2 separate regions of the Sus scrofa genome follow, and region 2 is linked to region 1. The links are chromatin contacts, called in public HiChIP or PLAC-seq maps. All regions are on one chromosome and are shown on one strand. Each heading gives the region's core, a stretch centred on a gene start, on an enhancer-like site or on the middle of the called end of the contact. The rest is flanking DNA. Distances are from core to core; before and after follow the strand shown. Region 1 overlaps LOC102164818 (a long non-coding RNA gene). Region 2 overlaps LOC102164818 (a long non-coding RNA gene).

Region 1 (6,277 bases), core at 489-2,988:
GCCCATTCCCAAAGGGAAACTCGGTGAAGTCAGAGGGAGCTTTTCTTCCCTAAAGAAGGAAGCATACACTCTAGGGTTGGTGCTCTGGCTTGGCTCCTTTGAAGTGGGTGCCTTCCAATAGGCTTTGGGCTGATTGTTTGCTTTTTACCCTTCTGGCTGTGGCTTCTATGACATGAACACGGGATCTGCCTGCTCCACTTGGTGCAGAATGCCTGGAGGATTTGACAGCCCCTGGGCTCCCCTCCCATCACCCCCAGAATGTACCAGGCTCTGTCTACATGCACAGATTCCACACACACTGGTGCAAGGAATCTTGACCAGTCTCCCGTGAGGTAGACCGTACAGTCCCCCTTTGACAGATGAAGAAGAGGAGGCTCAAAGAGATCAGGGGAGCTGTCCAATCACACAGACTGCAAGTGGCGGAGCCTGGGCCAGACACCAGGTCTCCTGACTTTACTATAGCTTCAGAGAGGCACAAAGACGGGCTTAATCACACACAGGGAGCGGGTCCCAGAGCTGGGACTCAAACTCAGAGCTCTAGACTCCGAGATCAGCACTCGCCCCACAACACTACCCAACCTCCTAGTTTCCATGCATTTGTGTAATAAATATTTGCTGCCCACCTGCCAGGCATCAGGAGCTACTGGAGGTCCTGAGGATGCAGCTGTGAGCAAGACAGACAGGATCTGTGTTTCTTGGGCTCACCTTCCAGTGGAGGAGAGAGACACTAAATAAGGAAGCTGCTTCATGGACTTGCAGAATAGACTTGTGGTTGCCGAGGGGGAGGGAGCAGGGTGGTCGGGGAGCTTGGAGTTAATAGATACACACTATTGCCTTTGGAATGGATGAGGAAGGAGATCCTTCTGTGTAGCACCGGGAACTATGTCTGGTCACTTATGATGGAGCATGATAATGTGCGAAAATAGAATGTGTACATGTATGTGTAACTGGGTCACCATGCTGTACAGTAGGGAAAAAATCGTATTGGGGAAATAACTATTAAAAAATAATAATAAATAAGGAAGCTGATAAGTTGACACAGGCATGGTGGCGGGAGTCTCACAGAGGAGATATGCAGGGGCAGTGGAGGGAGGAAGGGGTGAAAGGGGTCATTGCCGTAGGCTGGAGGTCAGGGAGGGCTTCTCTGAGGAGGTGACGTTATCTGAGAACTGCATGACAAGTAGGAGGCAGACAGGGAAGAGAGAACAGGACAGGGGAGGACCTGGAGGTGTGAAGGCACTGTGACAGGCATTGATACAAGGGTGGTGTAGCTGGAAGGTCGTGAATGAAGACGAGAAGGGCTGGGGGTGAAGCCAGAGGCCTTGAGGACGCATGGAGGGGAGGGGCTGAATAGTTTCCTCTGAGCAACACAGAGACACTGAAGCTTTTAGGCATGGAAGTGACACGACCAGATGATTTGCATTTTAGAAAAATCACTCTTAGCCTCTGCTACTGTGTGTGTGCCCCGGGCAGGGGTGGGGGAAGTGGGGGCTGAGGGTGTTGGGGCGGGGGATCAAGGAAGCCAGTGAGATGCTGCTGTGGGGGCCCCAGCATGTCTGGACTAGGGTGATGGTAACAAAAATGGAAGAAGGGGGCAGATTTGGGTCACGCCTAAAAACAAAATTATCAGGACCCACGGATGGCTTGAAAGTGAGCCGCAAGGGAGGGGGAGGTGTTCAGAATGACTTCCAGGCTCTGGGCTCAAGCACGCCAGGTGCAGAGTAGACCTTCTATTTTGGGGCTGTTAGAACAGGACTGCGAGGGCGGGGCTGGTGGAAGATCAAGTGCCCTGCTGGGAGGCTTGAGTCTCAAGTCCCACCCGCAGCAGGAGTCCTTCCAGCAGCAGCAACCAGACCCCACCGCCCACGGAGCAAGCAGATAACAGTCCCCACTGTGCCTGGAGCCTTCTGGGAGCCTCAGCCAGCCTGGCCCTACTGCAGCCAGGGCACTGCACTCTCTAGATTGGGTTCCTGGAAAAACTGTTCAATTATTGATAAGGCGCCCTCCTGACATCACTGAAAGATGACGAGGCTCTCTCCTCGCTTAAGTAGTGCCTTTCTGCCCTGCAGAACCTGGTCCTTCAGCCCCACAGCTGGATTATGGGGGAAGCAGGGGCGGGGGCAGTGAAACAGTTGAAATGCAGCCATAAGAAAAGCACTCAGCACGTTATAATAATAATGACAATACTGTAATAACTGACATTTTCTGAACACTGGCTATGTGCCAGGCAGGGTTCCCAGGAGCCCCATGCTTCTTAAGGACTCTAAGAAGGAAGTGCTCTCGTTACTCCCATTTTACAGGTAAAAAAAACTGAGGCAAACGGAGGTTAAGTAAGGTCACCCGGCTTGCAAAGGGCAAAGCCAGGTTTAGACCCCAACAGTCTGGCTCCAGAGTCTCTGGAAACCTCTGTTGCTCTGAACTATCTCCATGTGCCAACCCAAGTGGGGAGCTGGAACTCATATCAGAGGGGGCTACTCTGTCTTTCTTCATTTAAAATGAATCCATTAGGTAGAACAATGTGGAAAACTTTTAACTAAGCTTCCATTTGGGGCTTATATTCACTACTTTGCCTCATTTGATTTACTAGCCCCCTATGAAATTGGGAATCTTGTAGTGCCTTTTAAAAAAAAAAATTGTTTTGGCCACACCCACAGTATGAAAGTCCCCAGGCCAGGGATGGAATCCGAGCCACAGGTGCAATCTATGCCGGATTCTTAACCCTCCGTGCCACAGTGGGAACTCCTTGTCAAGCCTGTTTTACAGAAGAGAAACTGAGGTTGTGAGACGTAAGAGGTTTTATCACGGGCTAGACAGCTAGGAAAGGACAGACCTGGAATTTGACCCTTGGTCATTTAAGTCCAAGGGCAGAGACCTCTAACTTCACTGCATGGCTACATATATGTATATTCTATCTATAAATAGCTCGAATTCCTTGAAAAGAATCTTCTTGTTTGGATTCAGAGCTATGAAGCACATCCAGTGGAGTGGACCTTCTGAGTGTGTCCATCCCCACAGAGGAAGCTCAGTGAAACTCCAGCTCGAATTCCTGTTGCTTCCATGTTTTCCTTTCTCTGATCTTGAGGGTGTGCCTATCTTTTCATGGCCTCAGAAGAAAGGAAGCTAAACCCTAGACCCATTTCTCTAACCTTCCATCAACTTTACTGCTTCCAAATGTTCTATTGTGGAGTTCCTGTTGTGGTGCAGTGGAAATGAATCCGACTAGGAACCATGAGGTTTCAGGTTCAATCCCTGGCCTTGCTCAGTGGGTTAAGGATCCAGCGTTGCCATGAGCTGTGGTGTAGGTCGCAGACGTGGCTCAGATCTGGCGTTGCTGTGGCTTTGCTGTAGGCTGGCAGCTGTAGCTCCAATTTGACCCCTAGCTTGGGAACCTCTAAATGCTGTGGGTGTGGCCCCCAAAAGCAAATAAATAAATATTCTACTGTTTCTCTTTATTTTGCTGTCTTCAACTGTTTTCAGTATCCCTCCTCTTCTTCTCTTGCCTCTTTCCTTTGTTGTTCAACCAATGACCTTTACAGAGGACGTGCCCAGCAGCTGCAGCTTCGGTATTGCAAAAAGATCACCCATAGTGGGGCCCCATAGCCCTGCTAAACTCCCAAACCTGCCCTTGACTAAGTCTGTGGCGTTGGGCAAGTTCTTTCCCCGCTCCCAGCCTCAATATCCTCATCTGTAAAATGGGTTCATCATACAATCCATTCCACATGGGTTGCCACAAACAGAAAAGCTGGTCGCGGCTGTGAAAGGATCTGACTTGGAACGAGGTGTGCAACCAGTGCTCAGTGAATGTTGATGGACCCTGAGACTTTGGGAGAGAGAGGAGATAGAAGGAGCAGGGGCAGGGGCTGCCCTTGAAGAGCACTCTGCCTAGAAGGAGAGATAGGGCAGAAATCAACAGGGCAGACTGTGAGAAGGGTGCAGGAAAAGGCACTTAAAGGCATTGTCATGGAAATGCCTTAGGTTCTATAGAACAGCCTAGAAACACATTCCTCCCTCTCTCTCTCTCTTTCTCTCTCTCTGAGGGGTCAGGCAGATGTTTTTCTAGGGCAGATTCAAATCTGCCCTGAATCCTCAGTAAAATAGGGCAGAAGGTAATGAGCAGGAATCACGGCAGTACTACCTGTAATTGAGGCCAGCAGGTTTAGAAGCAGCAGAAAGCTCCATTGGGCTGATCTCATCCACGGGCAAGAGCCAGAGATTCAGATCTGCCCTAAGTCCCCACTCTGCCACTTCCTACCTGTGTGACTTTGGACACGCATCCCTCGACCCGAAAAACCTCAGGCCCATCACCTATAAAATATAGCGAACAGTAATTTTTTTTTTTTTTCTATAATCAGGACTGCTTTGAGGATTGAGAGAACTATGTGCAAGTTCAGGGCATATGGAATAGGCATCACAAGGACCAGCTTTTTAACTTTTGTTCTGTTTTTTTTTTTTTTTTTTTTTGGTGAGTGGGGGTGTTTTGGGGGCTCTTCTGAGACAGGTGCCTTTAACTGTCCATTTCGAATTTTGTGAGCTCCCTTCGCAGAACAACTAAAGGGTAGGCGCTTGACAATTTCATGTTTCCAGTACTCAGAGGAAACTGTCAGAAATTGGTGTGCTTTGAATCAATGGGATCAGGCCAATTATGAGAGAGCCAGGCTCCTGCATCCAATTTAGAGTTGCTTTCGGAGGCATCGTCTGTCCAGCCCAGTCTCATGGTCCTATTACAAGGGGGTGGGGGTGGGGCTGGGGGTTGGGAAGGATATCCATGGGTGCTTTAGTTGGTAGCAGCCCTCAAACTGGGATGAGTACCCTGAACAGGCCAGCACCATCAGTGATGTTCAGAGCTTCACAAAGCACATACACACAGAGAGGCTCCGCTGAGCTCATTCATGCAGTCAGCTCATGCATATGCATGAGTTACTGTTCAATGACCAATCAAGGGACACCTTCTGAGCAGGAAAGGAAAGAGCATTAAGCCAGGGAAGTAGAACTCTGCTCAAATCCAGGTGCTGCCTCTTTCATCTCCCTGAGCCTCAGTTTCCTCACTTGTAAATAAATAAATAAATAAATAAATAAATAAATAAAAAAGCAGGGATAATAACTGGGGCTGTCGGGACTTTTAAATTAGAGAACTGATAGGAAAATGACCTGCTGCAGCACTTAGAAAGTGGTAGGGGCTTAATAAATGCCAGTTAAATTGGAGTCTGCTGAGGACTCCAGGGACATAAAGATTTAACGAATTTTGGGGGGAATCCCATAGTATGTCAGTCTCATGTCAGGTACTGGGCATACGGAGATGAATAAAACATGCCATTGTGGGGTCTGTATTTTAAACAGTAGGACACACGCATACAAACATCAGGAGAGACAGCACAGAAGTGAAATTTATGCCAGGTTTGAAGGACATGAGTGGGTTTATAGTCAGAGACTATAAGCTTACAAAGTCCTCTGTGACTGTTTCTGGCTTTTAAGAGCATAAAGCCACAGAGAAAAAATGGGATTCAATAGTCAACTTAATTTGAGTTGCTTAAGAGACTCCATCCAAAGTGTGGAGCGACTGAAGCTGATGTCAGGTGCCCAGTTTGGCCCTCCTGAGTCTAGCCGTGTACCAGCCACCCAAAGCCACAATCCCAGGACCAGGCCACCATCACTAAGATCCTAAACTTCTCTTTGCTTCTGAATCTCCAGTTCTAGGGGGGCGACCGCCTCTCTGTGGTTCCAGCTGAGAACCAGTGTTCCAGAAATCTTCCCTGCGCCTATCCAGACCCTCACTCCATCCCCCTTGACCCTTCTCTGTGTCCAGGGAGGCTGATCTTGGATGGAATCAATGAAGCCCCTTACCCTCTAGTTCCTGGTTGGGCTCAAACAATGGGGATGCTGAACAGGAGGCAGGAAAGGGAGAGGAAAGTGAGGCTTATTCCCCTGTCTCCACCTCGCTGAGCTTTGTGGGTTGGCTGAGCCCCTCTAGCAAAGGCCACAGCTCCTTTGGCAGCTGGAAATCTCCCCCTCAGTACTCTGTCTCAGGGTTCAGTTCACCACTTTGTCCTCTCTGCCTTCAGGCCTGGGGAGGTGACAGCATTCAGCTACCAGCCTGGGGGAACTGCGCTATCTTTGTAGTTCCCCCCACACCTTTGTAAATAGCTCCTTTATTAACCTCTCCTCCAATTGCCTAATTTGAGCATGCCATCTGTTTCCTGCCAGCCCCTGACTGACACCTCCAGGTTCTCAGCCTGGAGATCGCCTTGCTCTGCGCATATATTTTTCTGGACCAGTGGAA
Region 2 (7,145 bases), core at 3,703-6,202, 88 kb before region 1:
CACTGATTTCCTTTGGACATTAAGAAGTCTATCAGAAGGATGCTGATCGTCAAGGCTTCCCAGAGCTCAGAGGAGCTTCCCAGCATGCACTGCAAGAGAGAAGGACAAAAGTACATGAGAGGAGGCTGCATGGACCCGATTCCCTTTGTTCCAGACGTGGCTTTAAATCTGGGCTTCAGGCAGCCTGGCAGGATGGGCACAGATACATGTGCAAACACTTGGTGTGCTGGAGAGTGTGATGAAGCGGGAGAGGGAGGGGAAAGGAGGAGGAGCCTCAGAAGGCCGGGATTCAGGCTCAGCTCCGGCACTAGCTAGCTCTGTGACCCCTGGAGAAAGTTGCTTATCTGGTGGGCCCAAAGGCTCAGTCTTTAAGAAATGGCTGGCCCCTAGACTATCTCATTGTTCTATTTGGGTCTAACAGAGATGCTCTAGGCCGATACAGTGCAGAACTCTATTTCCTAGGAACACACCCTGAATAGCAGCAATGGGAAGAAATGGTAAAAGTTCAGATTTATTAAGCACTAAGCGGGCCAAGCACTGTGCAAAACATTTTGCATGGCTTATCTCATTGTGTCTCCTAATACATGCAAGAGCTGGATCCTTTTATATCCTCGCACTTAAAGATGAGAACACAGGCTCAGAGAGACTAAGTGATTTGCTCAAGTCGAGGAGCTAGAAAGTGGCAGATCTAGGATTTAAACCAGGCGTGCTTCAAGTAGCAGCCTAGGCCTGGAGGCAGGGGTGGACACTGCCAGGTCCTGTCGTCAGGTCCTCGCCCCGGGGACGAGGGCTGACCTCCGCCAGATGAGTGTTCCTGGCTTGGCAGGCATCTCAGGAGTGTAACGGGATCTCCTTGCAGAAGCCCCAGCAGCCAGAAACGTGAGCTGCTCCCAGACCTGTCCCTGAGAGGGGCTGGAGGACAGCTCTGGGATTGAAGATGAGTTCACACTAAACCAGCTCTTCCCTAGCAGGCTAAGTGGCTTTGGGCCCCTGTTAATGATGTCATCACAGATCAGTGCTGGGGGGCACTGTCCATGGGGGGCACTGTAGGGGCTGGGGGCCCTTGGTCCCTTTGGTTGACATGCCACCTACTTCAAGTTGCCATGGCAGAAATTTCAGGTAGGAGGGCTGCCCCGGTGCAGGAGTCAGTTTCCTTCCTACATGTACATTACTCGAAAGGCCGAGCCACAGACTGCCTGCAGATTCCACACCACACTCCCAGAAGCTGACCTGATCAAATATTCATGGACACTGATAGGGTTGTCACCCTCACGAATCCCAGGATCTGCATTTATTGCTTTGGCACTGTTTTATGAGAGTGATTTTCCCTCCTCTGCTGTGAGCCGTGTTTTCACCACCCTCCTCCCGAATCCTGCTTAGAGCCATGTGGACAGCTGTGGTTTGTCACAGTTGTGCTCAGACCTCAACTTGGAAGAAGAAAGATAGCTGAAACTAAATTTACATATCAGGCATTGATTACAATGGTGAGACCAGAGTTCCCATCGTGGCGCAGTGGAGATGAATCCGATTAGGAACCATGAGGTTGTGGGTTCGATCCCTGGCCTCGCTCAGTGGGTTAACGATCCGGCGTTGCCCTGAGTTGTGGTGTAGGTTGCAGACGCAGCTCGGATCCGGCATTGCTGTGGCTGTGGTGTACGTCAGCAGTCATACCTCTGACTAGACCCCTAGCCTGGGAACCTCCAAATGCTGCGGGTGTGGCCCTAAGGAAAAAAGAAATGGTGAAACCATGTAAATATTTTTTGGCATGAAAGGAAAAAATTTTCCAATCAGACACCATGTTTTGAGTCCCAAAGCTCCCTTTACGACATGATGGTAATAGCTTACATTTAGTCAGGCTGTGTCACCTGCCGTCCGAGTACCCATATATCAAAGCCATGAGCTGGATGTTATGGTTATCACTTCCACTCTTCAGATGCGGAAACTGAGACACAAAGAAGTTAAGTAACTTGCCCATGGTCTCATAAATGGCAAAAGGCAACGTTCTAAGCCCAATTTCTAGAACCCCTGCTGCTACTCAGGCAACGGTGTGCAGGCACCCACGTGTATGGAGCACCTCCTGGATTCCAGGCTCAGCTCAAGTACAGAGATGCTTGGAACCCTCATCCTGTCTCTCCGAGGCAGGTCGTATCAACCCCATTTTGCAGATGAGGCAGCCAAGGCTCCAAGAGGGGCTGCACTTGGCACAGAACGCAGTGAAAGCCCCTGATGATCTGGGGTCCTGTGGTCAAGTTCAGTCCCAGTGGGCAGGACCTACAACTACCCCGTGGTCATCATATGATGGGATTCAGGCTCTCACATACCATTCACAATATTTGGGGGCTCGGGATTTCAGGACCTCAGGTTGGGCTGTGACCCCTAACTTGGTCGTTTCCAGAATTTAATCATCAGGACATTCATAAATGTCACAAGTAGGACGCCATTGAGTTCAGAGACCTGAAATCTCTGCTAGAGACCTGTGCCCTTGCAGCCTCTATCAGCTCACTGCCCAGCACCTGTGAGTCTTGACCCACAGACAGTAAGGAATCTGGCAAACGTACACCCATCGCCCCCAAACTTCTCCAGCTCGTCTAAATGAACATTGTGTAAGACCACTGTGGTGGACATTGGTTGTTTTTAAACCACATCTGTTCCTCTTTTGGCATTAACATTTTTATTTTCCTTTAAGAAAGACAGTAGATTAAAATATTGCTTTTGGAGTTCCCGCCATGGCTCAGTGGGTTGGGGATCTATCTGACTGAAGCTGCTTGGGTCGCTGAGGAGGCGCAGATTTGGTCCCTGACCCGATGCATTGGCTTAGGGGATGGGGCATTGCCACAGTTGTGGCATGGGTCTCGGCTGTGGCTCGGATTCGATCCCTGGCATAGAAACTTCCCTGTGCTGTGGGTGAAGCCATAAAAAGTAAAATAAAGTAAAAGTATTGCTTCTAGTTCTTCACTCCCATAGAGCAGGATTATACATTGTACCTGTCACCCCGTGGTTCTTCATTTGTTCCCAGTAGAGCTGCTAGAGTTTAGCCCCTGCCCCCCCCATGGCACTGTTGTTGGACTTGGCCAAGACTGACCAGTGGGATGTGCGTGGACACGAGGGAAGCAGAGGGTCTCTCTGTGCTTGTGTGGTTTGGGCTTCTGTGCGCCTGTCATCCAAGATGAGAAAATCATGTCTCCTGGTCCACGCAGGATGAGGAGCACGTGGCCCAGACCCAACTCAACCTGGAGCCTGGAGCCAAGCCCAGGCGACCCCAGCAGAGGCACAATTTGTCCTCCAATTTGTGAGCATGAAGGAAAAAAAAAAATGCTTGTTAGTGTAAGCCACTGGGTTTGGTGGTTGTTAACCAGAATTAGTGCAGTAGCCGCCAGTTCCTACAGGGAAGCATCCCCTTCCATCCTCAGTTGCTTGGATGGAGCTTGGCAGCACCCAGGGGGGAGACCGTGGCTCAGGTGCGGTCAGCAGATGTCCCTGTGCTGCTGACTCTCCACTGCCACCCCCTCCCACCCACTCTCTGCCCTGCTCCCACCTGCCCCAAGCCCGGGGCCCCTCTTTCCCCTGCCGTTCCCACTGGGCTGGCAACACTACTGCCTTTCCTTGTCCCTCAGGCCAACAGCAGGTGCCAGATTCTCTCTGAGATCCTCCCCGCTGCCTCCACACCCCTCTCGGCTCCCTAACACCCCGTGTCTCAGTGAACAGACCAAGGAGTATTTTATATTCAGAACCACCCCCTCCGCCCCAGAGTTCCCATTGTGGCTCAGCAGGTTAAGAATCCCACATAGGGTCCATGAAGATGTGGGTTCAATCCCTGGCCTTGCTCAGTGGGTTAAGGATCCAGCGTTGCCGTGAGCTGTGGCATAGGTCTCAGATGCAGCTCGGATCCAGCGTTGCTGTGGCTCTGGCGTAGGCTGGCAGCTGCAGCTCTAAATCAACCCCTAGTCTGGAAACTTCCACATGCCACAGGTGGGGCCCTAAAAAAAAAAAGAAAGAAAGAAAGAAAAAAGAATCCCCCCTCTACCGGGATTCAGTCTGGTCCAGTATCACATTCCTGATTCTAGCTCCTGGATGCCCTTCATTTTTTCCCCAGTTGACAAAATGGGGATTATTCTTTGCCCTTTCAAGACTGTAGAGAGAGAAACAGTGCCCAGCCTTGTGCTTGACTCATGGGGGTTGCAAGATGGCTCATCTCTCCCTGCCCATCTTGCTGTGGCCGCCATCTAATGTAGTGCCAGGCGCTTGCTAAAGTGTTAATAAATATTTGCAGTTTGAAAAGCTCGATGGTAGATTTTCTTCCTTTGACCTTTCGATTATTTTCCCTCTTGAAATAGCAGAATAAGGCCCCTAGTGCTATGGTGACAGTCTCTGTAGAAATCCATAGCTTGTTCTCAGCACACCCACGGATGCCAGTGGGAGGCTGGCATAGATTTGGACCAATGGAGAGAGGGTTTATTTAGCCTTGTCCTGGTTACAAAGAACATTTTTTTTTTCTTTCAAGCGGACCTTCCTGTCCCCAATTCAGCCTCACCTAGGTCTCTGCTAATGTGGGTTAATTTTCCAGCAGCTCCTAGAAAGAGTATATTTCCAGTCTCTCCTGGGACAGACAGGAGTTTCAACCAGGATAAAGCAAGTTTCAGCGGAGAACATTCAGAACCTGCCGAGGAGTCAGGCTGCTCTGATCACATTCCTGCCAGGGGGTGGGAGCGTGTTTGCCTGGAACGAGTCGTCCTTTCGGATGCTGTAATCTGAGCTTAGAAATAGACTTGTGTTGCTCCCAGAAATCCCTACTGTTTTGGCCTTTTCTTTGTCAGGCTTGCTCTGGTCAAGGTTGAGCATCTAGGTTTAGGAATGGAGGTCGTTTACTGAAACCAGAGAGGCTCTGTCCCTTTAAGAGGGTCCTTGAGGAGGGACAGTCAGAGAATCACAGAGATGAGGGCCAGATGGCCAGTAAACAGGATGGCAGTGAGCTGGGGAGAGGACCAGCTGGGCCATCCGCTTTAGTAACCTTGCACTGGAGAAGACCTCAGCCGGTAGCTGCAGATGGAAGACGTGGGTGAGGGCTGCACCCTCTGATCCAGGGACCTCAGGGTGGTTTGACCGGCCCCACCTTCTGCCTGAATGAGGACTCAGCGTTCTAGAGCTGGGAGACAATGGGAAAGCAATAGAAAAAAAAAAATACGAGCTGTGGGTTCAGACAGATCTGAGTTCAAATTCTAGCCATGTTCCCTGGATGGTGATGGAATCTGAGTTTCCACTTCCTCATCTGTAAAATGGGATGATGATCCCGTCTCACAAATACACTGTGAGGCAGCTACCCGTAATGGCTAGAGTTCAGTGCATGGGGTAAAGCTCAGGAAATTTTTGTCAGCATACTAGTAACTTTTTAGCCAAGAGGGGCATAAGGTAAAATTTTCTCTGAGAGTCTGGAGTCCTGGCAATTTAAAAGAGAAATCCCCAAATTCCTTAAATACCTTACTTAGGATGCAAGCGTATCATTTAGGACTGACTGGTTTGTCAGCTACCCATAACAGAAAACCTGGATAAAAGTGGCCTAAACAAGATAAAGATTTACTTTTCTCTCATATGAAACCGCAAACAGTCAAGGACTGACTCTCTGGCCAAGGCTTTTTCCATCTTTTTGTTCTGCTGTCCTTAAAGTGTGGCTTCCATCATCAAGGTGCATTGCATGGTCATAAATGCTGCCACAGATCCAGCCATCATACCCACATTCCAGGTGCCAGCAAGGAGAAAGAGAAGTACAAGATTGTGCACTTCTCAAATGAGTCAATATTAAAACAAACAAAACCAACAGACAAATAAAAACTACCAGAAATTCCATCCAGTGATTTCTGCTTATAGCTTATTGGCTGCCCTACAGTGAGGGAGCTAGGAAATGTACCAGATGAGTGGACACCCCCAATAATACAGGGGTTCTGTTAGTTAGAAGAAATGGGAGAATGTTGTCCCTGCCAGAGTCAATGCTGAGCCTCTTCAGTTTCACTAGAAAGAGTTGCCTGGGCCAACACTGGGAATATTTTCCCAAGAACCAAAAGCATCTTGAGAACCTGAACCTCCATAGGTTGTCAGCAAAGGTTAATTCCTGTCCCTTCCAACCTCTCATTGTCCCTACCACTTCCATGTTAGAGAAGCTAACATTATCTTACATCCAACTTCATACGATATGTAGATTTTATGAATCAGAAAAGTTCAGAGTCAGAAGCTCAGGTGAATTACACATGGGTTCCAAGCAGAGAATTTACTGAAATCCTAAGACGAACTGCTGAATACTTTGCATTATCTCACACCTGTGTACCTTATCAGCTGCATTAGTCATCCATCACTGTGTAACAAATGACCCCCAAGCTTAGTGACTTAGGAAACAACATGAGTTTATTTCCTCACAGTTTCTGTGGGCCAGGAATCTGGGTGTGACTAAGCTGGGTCCTCTGGCTCAGGGCTTCTCACAAGGCTGCAACCCAAGTTATCCACTGAGGCTGCAGTCATCTCAAGGCTCAACTCAGGGTGACTCTGCTTCCGAGATCACTCACGCGCTTGTTGGTAGGATTTAGCTCCTCGCTTGCTGTTGGCAAGAGGCATCCTCAGTTTCTTGTCCCTAGGGCTTCTCCATAGGGTAGCTTACAGTGTGGCAGCTTGCTTCATCGGAACAAGCAAGCAAGAAAACAAGAGGGGAGTCTTTTAGAACCGAATCTTGGAAGTGGCAGCCCATTGCTATCTTAATCTATTGATTAGAAACAAGTCACTAGCTCCAGCCCAAACTAAAGAGGGGAGAGGGAACATTTTAGAAGCACCAATCAAGGCCGTACTGCATCGCTCACCTTCACTCTCAGGGTTCCTGATCCAGGAGCTGGGCTTCCATGAATAAGCCCAGCTCCTTCCTACCACAGGGCCTTTGTATGTGCGATTCTGTCTGCTTGGTAGGTAGCTCTCCCTCCCTATCTAGTTATACTCATTTTCAGAATTCCTCTCCAGCCTCTTTTTTTTTTTTTTTTTTGCAAGAAAACCTTTCCTGACCACCCTTCTCCTGAGTCCCTGGAAGGAGGGGTTCCTGGAACATCACTCAGCCCTGGGTCACCTTCAAACAGAGGCCTGGATCCGGTTCTCCCTCTTTTATGGTTTGCTGC

What was found. HiChIP or PLAC-seq counts read pairs in DNA pulled down with a chosen protein or histone mark.
Region 2: an H3K27ac HiChIP or PLAC-seq map of skeletal muscle shows a contact between it and region 1. The contact joins two enhancer-like sites. A contact is called at or near these places in 1 of 5 promoter capture datasets (fetal liver), 4 of 47 Hi-C or Micro-C datasets (fetal heart ventricle, fetal liver and skeletal muscle) and 2 of 2 datasets of contacts at active chromatin or transcription factors (alveolar macrophages and skeletal muscle).

Annotation. Positions count from the first base shown.
Region 1 is chr16:50,521,377-50,527,653 of Sscrofa11.1, reverse strand. All of the region lies in intron 9 of LOC102164818 (a long non-coding RNA gene), which reads left to right. Among named protein-coding and RNA genes, the nearest start is that of CPEB4, 25 kb to the right of the region's middle. Within about 2 kb of position 1,738, at least 8 of the 83 cell types and tissues checked have an H3K27ac peak or open chromatin away from gene starts, as enhancers often do. A contact at or near this core is called in skeletal muscle, where this site is marked.
Region 2 is chr16:50,611,913-50,619,057 of Sscrofa11.1, reverse strand. All of the region lies in intron 4 of LOC102164818 (a long non-coding RNA gene), which reads left to right. Among named protein-coding and RNA genes, the nearest start is that of CPEB4, 120 kb to the right of the region's middle. Within about 2 kb of position 4,952, at least 10 of the 83 cell types and tissues checked have an H3K27ac peak or open chromatin away from gene starts, as enhancers often do. A contact at or near this core is called in skeletal muscle, where this site is marked.